Linked DNA regions of Mus musculus: all the other regions are linked to region 1. Evidence: chromatin contacts called from public HiChIP or PLAC-seq and promoter capture Hi-C data. All regions are on one chromosome and are shown on one strand. The core of a region is the stretch at or near the end of the contact, and the rest is flanking DNA. Distances in the headings are between cores, read along the strand shown.

Region 1 (3,292 bases), core at 322-2,821:
CACAGGCAAACTCTGTTTCAAACAACAACAACAATGAAACAACAACAACAACAACGAAACAACAACAACAACAACAAACAACAACAACAACAACAACAACAATGAAGCAAGTTCCAGGTCAGCAGATTAAGGCACATGGATCAACAACAACAACAACAACAACAATGAAGCAAGTTCCAGGTCAGCAGATTAAGGCACATGGATCAAGTCTGGGGATTTAAGTTGGATCTTACCCCTGACCCCTCATCTCACAGCAAAACTGACTCCCCCCCAGGTTGTCTTCTGACATTCACTTGAGAGCCCCAAGTTGTACCTGTTTGTTGTTTCCACCTACACAGACACACACACACACACACATACATACATACATGATAAATAGATAGATAAATGGAGTTTTAAAAATTAGCTCCAAACTTAAAATTTACCTTCATGGCAAAACTCGACGGCATCATGTTCTTAGGCCACTCAAATTCTGTTGTATGAATACGTATACCAGACTCAAGTAACAGTGTAGCTTTAAAATCAGGTCTGTTCAAGAGAAAGCCAAATTTTTCTTTAGGGAATTTGCCAAAACTTATTCTCTGAATTTAAAAAAACAAAACCTAAAATGCAGGATATATATATATATATATATATCATAATTTACCAAAAACAATCTTATAAAATATTCTTACTTTTGAAGCCGAATAAGATATGTCTTGTTATCCACATCATAAACGTTGTTTACTCTCATTCCTAGCAAGCTGAAAAAAAAAGAAACATATAACAAATCATTGTTCTTGGTTGAAGCAAAACTTTCCATCATTTATTGGTGTTGTGGAAAAGGAACTCTTCCGCTAAGATACCTCCACCGCCTATAAAGGTATCCTCAAATTAAATGTAGACTTTTAAGCACAAAAGTGGCCTGTTGATCTCAGTAACACCAGACTACTAGTGCTGGGGTGGGGTGGGGGGTGTAAATACAGTAAAATTAAGTCTAAATGACTTATTCGGAGCGGAGGAAGTAGCCGAGTCCCCGAAAATGCGACAAAGCTCACACAGCTGAATAGGCGACAAGTCCAGGACACAGGTCCAAATCTGCCCATTTCAGCTGGAAGGCCCTGCTACTTCTCTTTGGGAAGAAGGACGGGAATTCTGAAGAAGCCAGGCCGCCAGTCTGGAGCAAAGACGATCACTCCCGTTCTACCAAACGCTCGCTGCGGGACTCAGGCCACCCCGGCAAGACCTCTCGGAATCAGCGCCAGGGAGATGCAGCATCAGGCACGGTCCCCGGGGGGGGGGGGGGGGGGGGTGTCTCCCGGGGGCACCGGCCCCGGGCTCGGCCCCCAGGCCTAGAGAATCCCCGAGGCACCGGGACGACCGTGAGGCTCTCCGTCTCGCGACCACCCGGTGCCCGGCCTCCGCTCCCTCTGCTGTGAACGAGCCTGTCCACTCCCACCACCATACCTCGCATTCAGTTCCGCGAGCACTGCGCGGAGGTCAACCGTGCTGAACCGGCTCTTCATGGCTAGGCTGCGTGTCGCTACCGCAGTCCTTTCAGGGACTGAGCCGACGCAGGACCACTATGCTTCTGCGCATGAGCGCTTGGCTTGTGTCTACGGCAACCCAAATGACCCAATATTACTTATAGTGAAAGTGCGCTATTTAACCGAAGTTTGTTGTCAAATCATGATCAATTATTTTTTTCACTGTGTAAAAAAAACTCGACATAGAACTAACTACCTTCTCGAAACTGCGTCCTTTCCTTGAACAATGACCGGGTTAATCCCGTCCCCTTGTTTGGGGATTAAAATGGGTCTCCATTAGGATCCTGTAGGTCATTAACCATTAATCAGTTGCCCCAGGAAGGCGCTATCGCTCAGGATGGAAGAGCAAGGGGTCTTTCTAAACGCGAATTTGAGACTAGACAAAAACCAACGGTTGGTTTTCCCTGACTCTGACAAGCCGTAGAGATGGGTTCCTATTTTGCTGGGTACTACTCTCCGAAATAGGATTCTGCGGCATACTGTAGAATTCTCATTCAAGTTGAATGGGGTGGGGTTCTATATAGCCCGAGTTTCATAAATTCTTGGCACCTCAAATACTCAAAAATTCACTAAGTAAAGATGTCAGATAAAAATAAAGTAAGAGTTCCCATGGGAGAAGGAGAAAAAGTTCTCCTCCCACACCCCAGCGTTCTCTAAACTGCTTCAAGTTCTGCATGCTACCAATTCATACATAAATTATTCAGGGTTCAAATATACGATAGTTAATTCGTCTAAATTTTTCTTTTTAAAAGTTCTAATGTTAGTAATAAACAAATCTAAAACTAAGAACAAAAATCTACTAGTTTTGGACAGTGGAAGGTGTGTGTGTGTGGGGGGGTGGTTGTCATGGTCATTTTTGATACAGGGTCTTTCTATGTAGCCCAGGACACCTTAGAACTCTGAATTTTCTTGTCTCTGCCTTTTTGAGTGCTGAAATTACCAACACATTTAGAAACTGGAGGAATTTTAAAATCAGTGAAACATGTATTTAAAAGTTTAAAGTCATTAGCATTCACATCGCTATAAGTTCTTAGAATGGGTGACCAAAAAAGCAAAAGAAAGCAGGGAAAGTGTCAAATTTGTATATCTAAAAACATAAGGATTTTTGTAATTACTCTGCTTTTGAGACAGGGCATGCTATATAGTCAAGGTTAGTCTAAACTCACCCTATAAGCCAGGCTGTCCTCAGTCTCCCTCTGATTCCAGCCTCATTGGTATTGGAATTGCAGGTACATACTATCATGCCCAGATAGATCATAAACCTTTAATGTTGGCAAATGTGTTAATCTAGTTTCTATTGTTGTAACAAAATACCAACAGTTAAACAATGTACAAAGTTCACAGTTTTAGCAGCTGGAACTCTGAAACTGAGTAGCCACATCTATTTCAATCTAACAAGGGCAGCCCCCCTGCTACATTCCAGCATCTTGAGGGAAGCACATGGAAAGAGAGGGGGCAGTTCCGAGGTGAGACGGAAGCAGCAGGGGTGCACGCGCCAGGCTTCTTCTTATGATAGCTTCTTCATGAGTGAAACTGGTTTCTCTCAAGAACAATAGCATTTCTGATTTTTAAAGGCTTTCACCGCTACACCTGGCACCAAGCTTCCAGCACTCGAAAGGGATCTAAAACACAGCATTTTGTAGTAAGCATCAGTTTTTTATTCTATCCTAAATACAAGTAGAAGGCTAAATGTACAGCCAAAACATATACAGAGTCTTGGACATGGGGAAATTGATAGAAAATTGTAGGATATTTAAAATCAAAGT
Region 2 (3,292 bases), core at 556-3,055, 200 kb after region 1:
CGACCTTGATATCCACCATTATGGGCCCCTTGATAATACTCTTATTAATCCTACTCTTCGGACCCTGTATTCTCAACCGCTTGGTCCAGTTTGTAAAAGACAGAATTTCGGTGGTGCAGGCCCTGGTTCTGACCCAACAGTATCACCAACTCAAATCAATAGGTCCAGAAGAAGTGGAATCACGTGAATAAAAGATTTTATTCAGTTTCCAGAAAGAGGGGGGAATGAAAGACCCCACCATAAGGCTTAGCAAGCTAGCTGCAGTAACGCCATTTTGCAAGGCATGAAAAAGTACCAGAGCTGGGTTCTCAAAAGTTACAAGGAAGTTCAGTTATAGATTAACAGTTAAAGATCAAGGCTGAATAGCACTGGGACAGGGGCCGAACAGGATATCGGTGGTCAAGCACCTGGGCCCCGGCTCAGGGCCAAGAACAGATGGTTCTCAGATAAAGCGGAACCAGCAACAGACACAGAAGCCCCGATAGACGTCAGTGTTAGCAGAACTAGCTTCACTGATTTAGAAAAATAGAGGTGCACAGTGCTCTGGTCACTCCTTGAACCTGTGTGTCTGCCAATGTTCTGACCAGATATGTGCCCATTGCTGAACCTTCATTAGACTCTTTCCTTGTACCCCTCCCCTACCCATTTCTTGAAAATAGACATTGTTTAGATCTAAAAAGTCCCACCTCAGTTTCCCCAAATGACCGGGAAGTACCCCAAACCTTATTCGAACTAACCAACCAGCTCGCTTCTCGCTTCTGTAACCGCGCTTTTTGCTCCCCAGCCCTAGCCCTATAAAAAGGGTAAAAACTCCACACTCGGCGCGCCAGTCCTCCGATAGACTGAGTCGCCCGGGTACCCGTGTTCCCAATAAAGCCTCTTGCTGTTTACATCCGAATCGTGGACTCGCTGATCCTTGGGAGGGTCTCCTCAGATTGATTGACTGCCCACCAGGGGGGTCTTTCAAGACCAGGCTGGCCTTGAACTCAGAAATCTGCCTGCCTTTGCCTCCCAAGTGCTGGGATCAAAGGTGTGTGCCACCACTGTCCAGCTTAAGGATTCAATTTCTAAACAAGGTCATGCTTACAGTTTCACTTCAGGAATCAGGACTTAAACATCAGCTCCACCATTGTCAGCTGCCTCTGCCCATGGGCTTGGAAGACCGAGCAGAAAATCGGGGGTCTTTCAGCGTCTCTGGGCCACACTGCTCTAAGAACAGTCTTATGTCACGCATTAAAATCCCGTGTGTCCCATATAGCCCACAGTGTAGACTGTCTTCACAGAATTCTGTCAGAGCAATCTCTCTCCTTTTGCTCTTTTAAGCCTGGGAATCTCTGTGCTGTTTGACTTAGTGGGGGAGGGGACAAGGATCAGGAATTATGTGACCTGCCCACACTCCTGGAACTTCAAGTCCTGGAGGCTGGAGGAGGCAGGAATCCAGCCTGGACTCTGCAGCATACCACACCAATCAGGACCTTTGATCTGTTTATGCCAGCACCCCACGAATCCAGGCCTACTGTTTTCTCCACGGTCTGCTCCCTCAGCCTGCCAGCTAGCCTGTCTACTCTTTGTGTTCCAGTTTGCTTGCGTTCAACTTCATGTTTCCTTTATTTCTCCCATGGGGCCTAGTTTAGAGCCAAGCTTGGGTAGACCGCTGGGCACATTTTGTTGATAGAGTAACCTGGGTCTGACTCAATAGGAGATTCAGTTTCTAGCATGGAAGCAGGAGTTTTAACAAGGCCGGGCATCCACTGCCAATATGTGCTGTGAAAGGACACAGTAAAGTCATACCACATGTGGACAAGTTAATAATGTGGTTGAGTTTGTGCCGTCCTTGGAAATAAAGGGCAAGGCCAGAACTTACATCATGGTGAGTTCAGGGCTAATCTGCAAAGCTTGTCACAGCTGACAGCTTTAATTTTCTCCTGCTATGTCTGCAGCCAGCAGTGTTTCTCCACCACTATATGACTTAGCACTAATTAAGCCCTCCAGCCTATGTGGGAATCTGTGAAATGCATGAAGCAGAGGAACAGCTGAAATCTCAAAAGGCTTGGGTGGAGAAGTCGCTTTAGCTTATGCTGAGCCTAGAACACACACCCCGAGATGCATTTAGAGGGAAGGTGGCTTTTGTAAGGCTGAGTTCTACTTGTTTATCTGAAACAGCATGGAGAGACAGCTCAATGGTTAAGATTAGAGGTTCAATTCCCAGCACCTACGTGGCAGCTCACAACCATCTGTAACTCCCGTTCCAGAGAATTTGATGTCCTCTTCTGGCCTCCACAGGCACGAGGGGCTGGAGTGCTAGCTGGTGCTGATAAATACAGAAAATGCCTTACATGGTGACCATCTCCGAGGCCCCGGCAGGAAAAGGTCACATGATTTTCTCCTTCTCTGTCATGAACATGTCAACCCAAGGAAATCAGATTTCATACTCCCTCTCACCACAGTTTAAAACATTTTAATTGGTTTGTACATTCATTCAGTAGATTTGTTATCTTCTGACTTCCCGGTCAATGGTGGTTTGAATAAGAACAGCCTCCAGCTGGGCAGTGGTGGCTCACACCTTTAATCCCAGCACTTGGGAGGCAGAGGCAGGCGAATTTCTGAGTTCAAGGCCAGCCTGGTCTACAGAGTCAGTTCCAGAACAGCCAGGGCTACACAGAGAAACCCTGTCTCAAAAAACCAAAACAACAACAACAACAAAAAACCCAGCCTACATATGTCATAGATTTGAATGCTTAGCCATCAGGGAGTGGCACTACTTAGAAAGATTAGGAGGTGCAGCCTTGTTGGAAGAAGTGTCCCTGGGTTTAAGGTTTCAGGTACTCAAGCCAAGCCTAGTGTCACTCTCTCTACTGCCTGTGGATCCAGATGTCAGACTCTCAGCGTCCTCTCCAGCACCATGTCTGCCTGTGTGCTAGTATGCTTCCCATGATGATGATGATGGACTAAGCCTTTAAGACTGTAAACCAGCCCCAATTAAATGCTTTCCTTTATAAGAACTGCCATGGTGCCTCTTCATAGCAATGAAAACCCTAAGGCACTGTCAGACCACACAGCAAAGCTATATGCTATGTGAAGATCTGGTCAGATAGGAAGGTAGCAAGATCCAGTACCTAGTATCCAGAATTCTCCTGGAGAGAGGCTGTGCAGCCTCTTGTACCATCCTTTGCACAGATGAATTAAAAATCTAAAGTACAAATATTCCCTGACAATTCCCTTATAAATAACAACAAAACAAGCCAACAAACAAATTTAGTCCCGGTTGAAATACCCTTTACTAGATGATGGT
Region 3 (3,292 bases), core at 407-2,906, 180 kb after region 1:
AAGTTCAAAACTAACCTGGGATATAATGAGAGACTCTGTGTGTGTGTGTGTGTGTGTTATACACACACAATTTGTTATGATTTTAATCATGAGGAAAAATAAATGCAGGTTGTGCCACGTGGTACAACGATAACACAATGAGATGCATGCAGCGATCTCAGCACGACCTCCCTCTCTGCTGCAAGTGATTTTTCTACACAGCACGTGGTACTTGGCCAAAGCTACCCTGAATTTCTAGTCTTCCAGCTGGCATTTATAGAAGATAGGAGTGCCTAACCCTGCTGGCACTTGGAAAACAAAATCCCAGGGAAGGGCTCTGATGAACTCAAATGAGGTCCTGTGTTTACCCTAGAATCAGAAAGGGATGGGGGGTGGAGGTCAAGCTATGGTATAACTATGCCTTTCAGAAGGTAAAGAGGGATTTGGGAGCCTCCTGTAACCCAGGACAACAGCAGGGAGAGGCAGTTTTAGCCAGGGAGGGCCAGGTGGTCAGGAGCTGCAGATTCGTGGATGCACCGTTTTCAAACAGAGCGAGTAGGAGGAGGTGAGGCCATTCATTGATGGGAAAGGCAACCCAGCCAGTGTGGGTGTTTGTTTTGAACTTGGTGAATTTAGAATCTTTGGGGACATAATTGTAGAAGAAAGATCACACTGGTCGCTGACACTGGTCGCCGAGGATACAATTCTGCCGGTCAGAAAACCGTGGGCAGACTCAGCTACTGGAGGAAGACCGAGTGTGCCTCCCAAGGTTCCTGGCAAAAACTGTAGAAGGTGCCACCACATTGAGCTGCCTAGCAGCAGAGTCCTCCGGTGTCACCAGGCCACTGGTGAGAGACAGCCTGGCTAATTATGAATGCAATGCGGAGAAGCCAGAGTTAGTAAACCTGCCTGCATCCACATTTCTGTAGAATGCCTGCACTTCCCGTGACTCAGCGAGGGCTCCTCCTGTGGCTTGTTCCAAAGCACACTGGGAGTTGTTGGGCAAATATTTGAACAGCCTTTCGATCTGAAACCCGAGTAGCTGAGCCCTTCAGCTTCAGAGCCTGCAACTCCTTGCTGCCACTAGCTCTTTCTGTCCCTGCTACAGCCAACCCCTGCGGCAGCAGGAACCACTGAGCAACTAATCCCAAACTGGATTTTCCACCAAAAAAAAAATGTCACCAATGATGGAGGAGAGGAAAGATGACCAAAAGTCCAGGGCACCTTGCTCCCACTCAGAGGGCTCGCTTTATCTCTCATGGTCGGGTTACATGCTCATTTCGCGTTCAGCGGGAACTGAGTGTGTGATTAATCTCTTGATCAGGAGTGAGTCAGGCATGGGTGTGAATCCACAAAGTGCTAATTACAAACGTGCTTCCTTCCTGGGAGCCAGTAAGAGAAAGTTAGTAAGGCAAGAGAGAAGTGCTGGGCGGGTCCCTGAGCAGGGACCCAGAAAGACCCCTCCACTCCAGTTCCCCTCCGATCAGGCAGGGCAGAGGCGCTGCGGGTGCGGAATGAGAGACCCTGGCTTCTCTATGAGCTGCACATCTAAAATAAGACTCCACGGGAGACTCTGGGAATTTCCTGTACTTTTTAACTCTCAATGTCCTATTTATAAAGCTTAGTCACTGCAGTTGTTTCGCAGTTACTCCGCGGCGTGTAGAGACAGGTCATAACAGGAAACAGGCTCACAGGAGGCTCTCTCTCAACCGCTGGCTTTGGGGGAATCTGGGTCCGGTCTCCACTTGACAAGCTCAAGGGACTTAACTGGACTGGGTAGCTCTCTAATCTTTCCACTGGCCAGCCACACCCGGCTCTTACATATTCCCGAGGAGGGTCTGGCCTCTTCAAGGGCTTCTTACAGACACTGTGAGGCCCAGCTTCTTGGGAGACCCCCAGGCCCTGGCACAGAGTATGGTCTGAAGGCATCTTTTGCTTCCTGCAGCAAGAACAGACCTGCCCAAGCGTCTCTGCTCGTCCCTGTCTGCATAAAAAGGGCAGGTTCTCCCAGAAGGTTCCAGGCTCCATTGCCTATGTGCAGAAATTGTTAAAAACAATTAAGAGGCAAAGGAGGGGAGAAGAGGGAATGAGCTGAATCCAGCAAAGCTCAGCCAAATGTTTTGCTCCTGTTTCAACCCTGGGCAGAGCCACAAGAGAGAACAAAGCCCTGTTCACTTCCCCATTTCACAGCCACTAAGCTAGCCTCTGAAATCAGGCTCTCTCATCAGGGCTAGTAAACTAACTCCTGTCCCCAGTGTCCCCAGACACTACAGGGCAGAGGTAGCCCCATTTGTTGTTCTTCATGGGGGGCATGGAGTCTTCCCAACCAGAGCCAGCTTACTTCGTAGCTGTAGTTTCTCATAAAGCAAGATGACCAATAGGTGGGCTAAGGCTCTCAACCAACTTTTCTTGGGAGCCGGTACTGGCTTAGCCCTGACTTCTGAGGCTCTGAAGCAAAGAAGGTTTAGATTTGGAGATGTTCCTTGGCTTGAGACATTTTGGGTCACAGTCCCAATAGTGTGGTGGTTTCTGATGGAGCTGGGCCTCTCTTAGCTCTGGGTGTGCAACAGTCAGAACCCAAGATGGTGTCGTGTGCCAGGGTTCCTCCATGTCTTACACTAGAGGTGCAATGGCCCAAGGACTTCTTTGGATGGCATTCCTGGACCGGGGTGGTCTGGTCCATTCTCTGGAATCTCAGGCTCTTTTACCATCTGCTGCCTCTCAAGTCCCCAGGCTGACCACTGACCAAGCCTCCTATTCCGTTCTCTTTCTTCTGGCTTCTTCCTCTCTCTGTTTCTCTGCCTCTTTCCGTTCACAGGCCTTTACACCCCCTTTTTCTCCATCTCTGCATTTGCTGGCCTGACAGTAAGTCTCCAAAAGCCACATGGAACCCATATCTCAGCATCCAGAGGCCTAGAGATTTTCCACCTCCCAATGAGTCACACTTCCCTGAGCTCCCACCACCAACCACAACAGAGGCTGGGGGGAGGGCCATACTTACAGCGCATAAAGACAAAACATTCATCAACGGAGAAGAAGGATGTTTCAAACAAGTGAGAGCTGCCAAGGTTCAGCAACTGTGTCAGACGCAGGATCAACCTGCAAAACTCAGTAGCAGCTGTCTCCACCCACAGTCGCTGCTAGAAAGTACCACTTCGAAGATACTATTCATAACAAAGGCATGAATTACCAGATACGTAGGAGTTTATTAACCAGGAACACACAAAAAGTCTATAAGCATTTTAAAGTTCCAATAAGGCCGCATAAAATTATCTGCACACAAGAGAGCACATTCTATGCTTTGGAGTGAGCA
Region 4 (3,292 bases), core at 417-2,916, 160 kb after region 1:
TGTGTGTGTGCGCACGAGCACCCGTGCATGTGAATACAGGTGCCTGTGAAAGTCTGAAGAAGGTGTCAGATCCCCTGGAACTGGAGTTACAGACAGTTGTGAGCAGCCAGATATGGGTGCTAGGAAGTATCCAGAAGTATCAACATCCCTCCAGACAAATCCCGGGTTAGTTTAGTTTGCTTTTTCTCCTTTGCTCCACAAGGATCTGGGAGGGGCCTGAAGAGGTCCGTGAGGTAGAGGCAGTTTTCGTCCTTTCCTGACGTTATCTTAGAATCAGCATTCTTTCTGAGGAGAAGCCAGTGGATTCCAATCCCGCCCGGTCTGTGACAGGAAGTGACCTTCTCTGCCTGTTTCTGAAGGACACCGAGAGAGCACAGACTCCTGAAGCAGCAAGCCCTTTTGCTTATGGAAAAGCTTGGGTAATGCTGTCACTGTGGCAAGCCAGGGCTGAGGGAAACTGCTCGATAATCTGGCCTCCGTCTAATCCCTCCTGAAAGAGCTGTGTTAGGCCTCAAATGGCTTCTCCAGGCTAGTGATCCCCTCTACTTCTGGGATCGTTTCCAAACGTCACAAGAGGCTGAAAAGGAAGCAAGTTATCTTCATCCAAAGGAAAAATACGACTGGTTGGCTACAGGCCCTCTACTCTATGGACCGGTCTAGAGGAACAGGTGCTTTTAGAACCAGACCTTTAGGCCTGGGGAAACATGGTTCTTGGAGGGCTGCAGAGCAGGCCAAGAACCAGTCTGTGCTACAACCATTTCTCCATAAATTGGTACTTGGAGACCCTGGCCTAAAGAGGCCATTACAGATAGTTGCACTGAGTCTGCATGGGAAAGGCCTCCACAGTGTCTTGGCACCACCCTGCCATGACAAGGGTAAGCCTGTGGGAAGACATCAGTGAGAGGATGGGGAGCTAGGAGAACTAGTTAGAGGCTCTGAGGGTAGGAGTGGGGATGGCTCAGCTGCCTGCTACCCTTCAGTCCTGAGAGAATCAGAAATGGATGCCTGGGTATGTACTGGAAGGCTAGCCCTCTGCTCTTTTCTCCCCCATCAGCCACACACACTCCCACCACCCTGGGCAGAAGACCCTAGGGCCACACCCAGGACAGTGCTAACCACACCACTGGAGCACTCCTCTGGGGACCCAGACTCTGGGGACCCAGGGTAACAATGGACTTTTGTTTCTCAGCCTATAAAGGAAGCCCTTCTATGGGTGTCACAGTGTAATCCTAGGTATAGTCTCCAAGTTCATGGTGTCCTAGGTATACACTTTCCAAGTTCATGGTGTTTGAACACATTTCCTGGATTGAGTAACCCAGGCTGGCTTAGAATTCCCTATGTAGTCAAAGATCCAAAGATGACCAGGAACTCTCTGTCCTCTTGCATCTACCTCCCAAGCACGGGGATCGCAGGCGTTTACCACCGCATCCACTTAAGCACTTCTCCTTATAAGGCTGATTGATAAAAGCTGTGTCAAAGGTCCAAGGCCACTGCAGAGAAGAGCTTATCATCTTACAAGACCTCACGTTGGAAAGAGTCATTGGCCCAGAAGCAGTGACCCCTATGCCACGATCATGCACCTAGGAACTCCACTGAGATGGTCCAGCCCCAACCAGAAGGCACCATGGTAACGGGAGGAAAGAGAGATGCTTGCTACACCACACTTCTGTCTGCGTTTACCATCTCATCTGAGGCCAACGACACTGGAGCCCTTCCCTGAGCTGTACCCTGGCTCTGTAAGCCACTTCCTGTTTCTTTTTCTAGGTTATAAATGCTAGATTTAGTGTGAGTCACTCAGTCAAGAGGTCCAGAGTCTGAGGCTGCCTCTTGGGGAAGGCAGTGGAGGTGGGGACTGGGTAGGCCGACACATAAGAAAACACACACACACACACACACACACACACACACACACACACACACACACACTACCTATAGGAATGCTGTGGCTTGGTTCTCAGAGGTCCTTGGACAAATATACTTTTTGAAGAATTCTTTTGCTCACCTCCCTGGAAACATTGCTTTGCAAGGGGCCAGCCCTAACTGATCATCAGGCAACAGTTGGGAGTCCAGTACAGATGTAGACAAGAGGCCATTCAAAAGCATTATCTTCGAATAACTATGCTTCAGTCTCAAAACAAGGAGGAAACCACAGGTCAGACATGAGCCAGCGTTCATCAACCTGGTGCACGCGAAGGAACAGCTCTTACACAGTTCTATGGCTTCTGTTACAATTTCTCAGTTCTTGCTGATTTCGCTATGCTAATGCTCTGCCGAGACACTAAACGCCAAAGGACAAGACACTGGGAGATTTGGTCAAAGCCAATGTACCAAGTCAACCCTGGGATGCTATTTTCACCTTTTAGTTCTATTCCCTGGAGTCTGTCCCCACCCGTGCCCCCAAATCAAACTTGTCTTTTAAGCTAGGACAGTTTGGTGACCTTGCATTCAGAGGTGATTTGGGGCACAGAGCTTGGGGCTGGATCCTGGAAAAGGTGGCCCATTTTGCACACGACACTTGTTCTGCAGGAAGAATTAGAAGGGGGTAAGGGAAACAGAGTTGAATGCAGTAACTTGGTGGCTGTTCTGAAAGGAGTCAGGCATATGAGTCCTACTGTCTGTTGTCTAGTGACAACCCTTCTGAGATCAGAAACAGGCACACTGCATCTGTGCAGAGGAGCCATGACTTCCCATGCAATCTATAGAAAAAAGACACAAACAACGTGCCATCCTCCTAATTGTTAAAGACGCAGAGAAAGGAATTTGCAGACACTATTAAATCCTTATCTTATGCCCCATTGACTCAGGGGTGTTTGTTTTAACAGTTAGCCTATCCCAGCTGATGGAGGATCAAAGTCCTTAAAAGGTCATAGGTTTTACCCATTATTTGGAATATATCCAGAAAATGATGCTGGTTGCTGCCATACAATAATATCAACGAAACACCATCCCCTAGACAAATAGGCAATATTATTCTCCAACAATAGAAGATTCAGGAAATAAATTATAACTTTGCATTTAGTATTATTGAAATGTATTTACTGAGGTAAAAAAACAAAAACAAAAAAAACAAAAAAAAAAAACAAAAAACAAACAAACAAAAAAAAACATGATGCAGAGTTACTTGAAGAAGAGGGGGGAAAATGGAAGGCATATTTCTGTCACTGTGGTGAAACACAGGCTAAACACTCCCTGAGGGAGGAGAGCCTTTACTTGACTTACACTTGCAACCAGTCCATCTCGGGAAGAAAGTCAGAGCATGGGCTCAAGGCAAGATTGCTGCTTCCTGTCTTAT

What was found. Promoter capture Hi-C pulls out the DNA fragments that hold promoters and counts their contacts. HiChIP or PLAC-seq counts read pairs in DNA pulled down with a chosen protein or histone mark.
Region 2: a promoter capture Hi-C map of pre-B cells shows a contact between it and region 1. The contact joins the enhancer-like site here to the promoter of Nemf in region 1. A contact is called at or near these places in 13 of 39 promoter capture datasets (the C10 cell line, the HPC-7 cell line, cranial neural crest and 9 more), 2 of 15 datasets of contacts at CTCF or cohesin (the NIH/3T3 cell line and large pre-B cells), 8 of 484 Hi-C or Micro-C datasets (B cells, ECoMG myeloid progenitors, bone marrow-derived macrophages and 4 more), 30 of 115 datasets of contacts at active chromatin or transcription factors (the 230-238 cell line, the HPC-7 cell line, the SCID.adh cell line and 22 more) and 5 of 9 other capture datasets (adipose tissue, embryonic stem cells, liver and 2 more).
Region 3: an H3K4me3 HiChIP or PLAC-seq map of the 230-238 cell line shows a contact between it and region 1, with 39 read pairs. The contact joins the enhancer-like site here to the promoter of Nemf in region 1. A contact is called at or near these places in 13 of 39 promoter capture datasets (the 3T3-L1 cell line, the C10 cell line, the HPC-7 cell line and 8 more), 3 of 15 datasets of contacts at CTCF or cohesin (CD8 T cells, the NIH/3T3 cell line and large pre-B cells), 20 of 484 Hi-C or Micro-C datasets (the C2C12 cell line, CD4 T cells, the HPC-7 cell line and 14 more), 37 of 115 datasets of contacts at active chromatin or transcription factors (the 230-238 cell line, CD8 T cells, the HPC-7 cell line and 28 more) and 4 of 9 other capture datasets (adipose tissue, liver, macrophages and 1 more).
Region 4: a contact with region 1 is called in an H3K4me3 HiChIP or PLAC-seq map of bone marrow-derived macrophages, with 6 times the contacts expected there. The contact joins the enhancer-like site here to the promoter of Nemf in region 1. A contact is called at or near these places in 6 of 39 promoter capture datasets (the C10 cell line, the HPC-7 cell line, cranial neural crest and 3 more), 2 of 15 datasets of contacts at CTCF or cohesin (large pre-B cells and pro-B cells), 28 of 484 Hi-C or Micro-C datasets (the 3T3-L1 cell line, B cells, CD4 T cells and 18 more), 23 of 115 datasets of contacts at active chromatin or transcription factors (the 230-238 cell line, CD8 T cells, the HPC-7 cell line and 20 more) and 4 of 9 other capture datasets (adipose tissue, liver, macrophages and 1 more).

The regions. Positions count from the first base shown.
Region 1 is chr12:69,355,605-69,358,896 of GRCm38.p6, forward strand. Nemf (nuclear export mediator factor) reads right to left here and starts at 1,572. Exons shown (of 33, transcript NM_025441.3): 1 at 1,447-1,572; 2 at 675-743; 3 at 426-528. The coding sequence starts at 1,505.
Region 2 is chr12:69,554,881-69,558,172 of GRCm38.p6, forward strand. No RefSeq gene overlaps it. Among named protein-coding and RNA genes, the nearest start is that of Gm46353, 5.8 kb to the left of the region's middle. Within about 2 kb of position 1,806, at least 65 of the 459 cell types and tissues checked have an H3K27ac peak or open chromatin away from gene starts, as enhancers often do. A contact at or near this core is called in extraembryonic endoderm stem cells, intestinal villus epithelium and pre-B cells, where this site is marked.
Region 3 is chr12:69,536,570-69,539,861 of GRCm38.p6, forward strand. No RefSeq gene overlaps it. Among named protein-coding and RNA genes, the nearest start is that of Gm46353, 12 kb to the right of the region's middle. Within about 2 kb of position 1,657, at least 346 of the 459 cell types and tissues checked have an H3K27ac peak or open chromatin away from gene starts, as enhancers often do. A contact at or near this core is called in the 230-238 cell line, the C2C12 cell line, CD8 T cells and 37 more, where this site is marked.
Region 4 is chr12:69,514,970-69,518,261 of GRCm38.p6, forward strand. No RefSeq gene overlaps it. Among named protein-coding and RNA genes, the nearest start is that of Gm31512, 19 kb to the left of the region's middle. Within about 2 kb of position 1,667, at least 155 of the 459 cell types and tissues checked have an H3K27ac peak or open chromatin away from gene starts, as enhancers often do. A contact at or near this core is called in B cells, CD8 T cells, the HPC-7 cell line and 19 more, where this site is marked.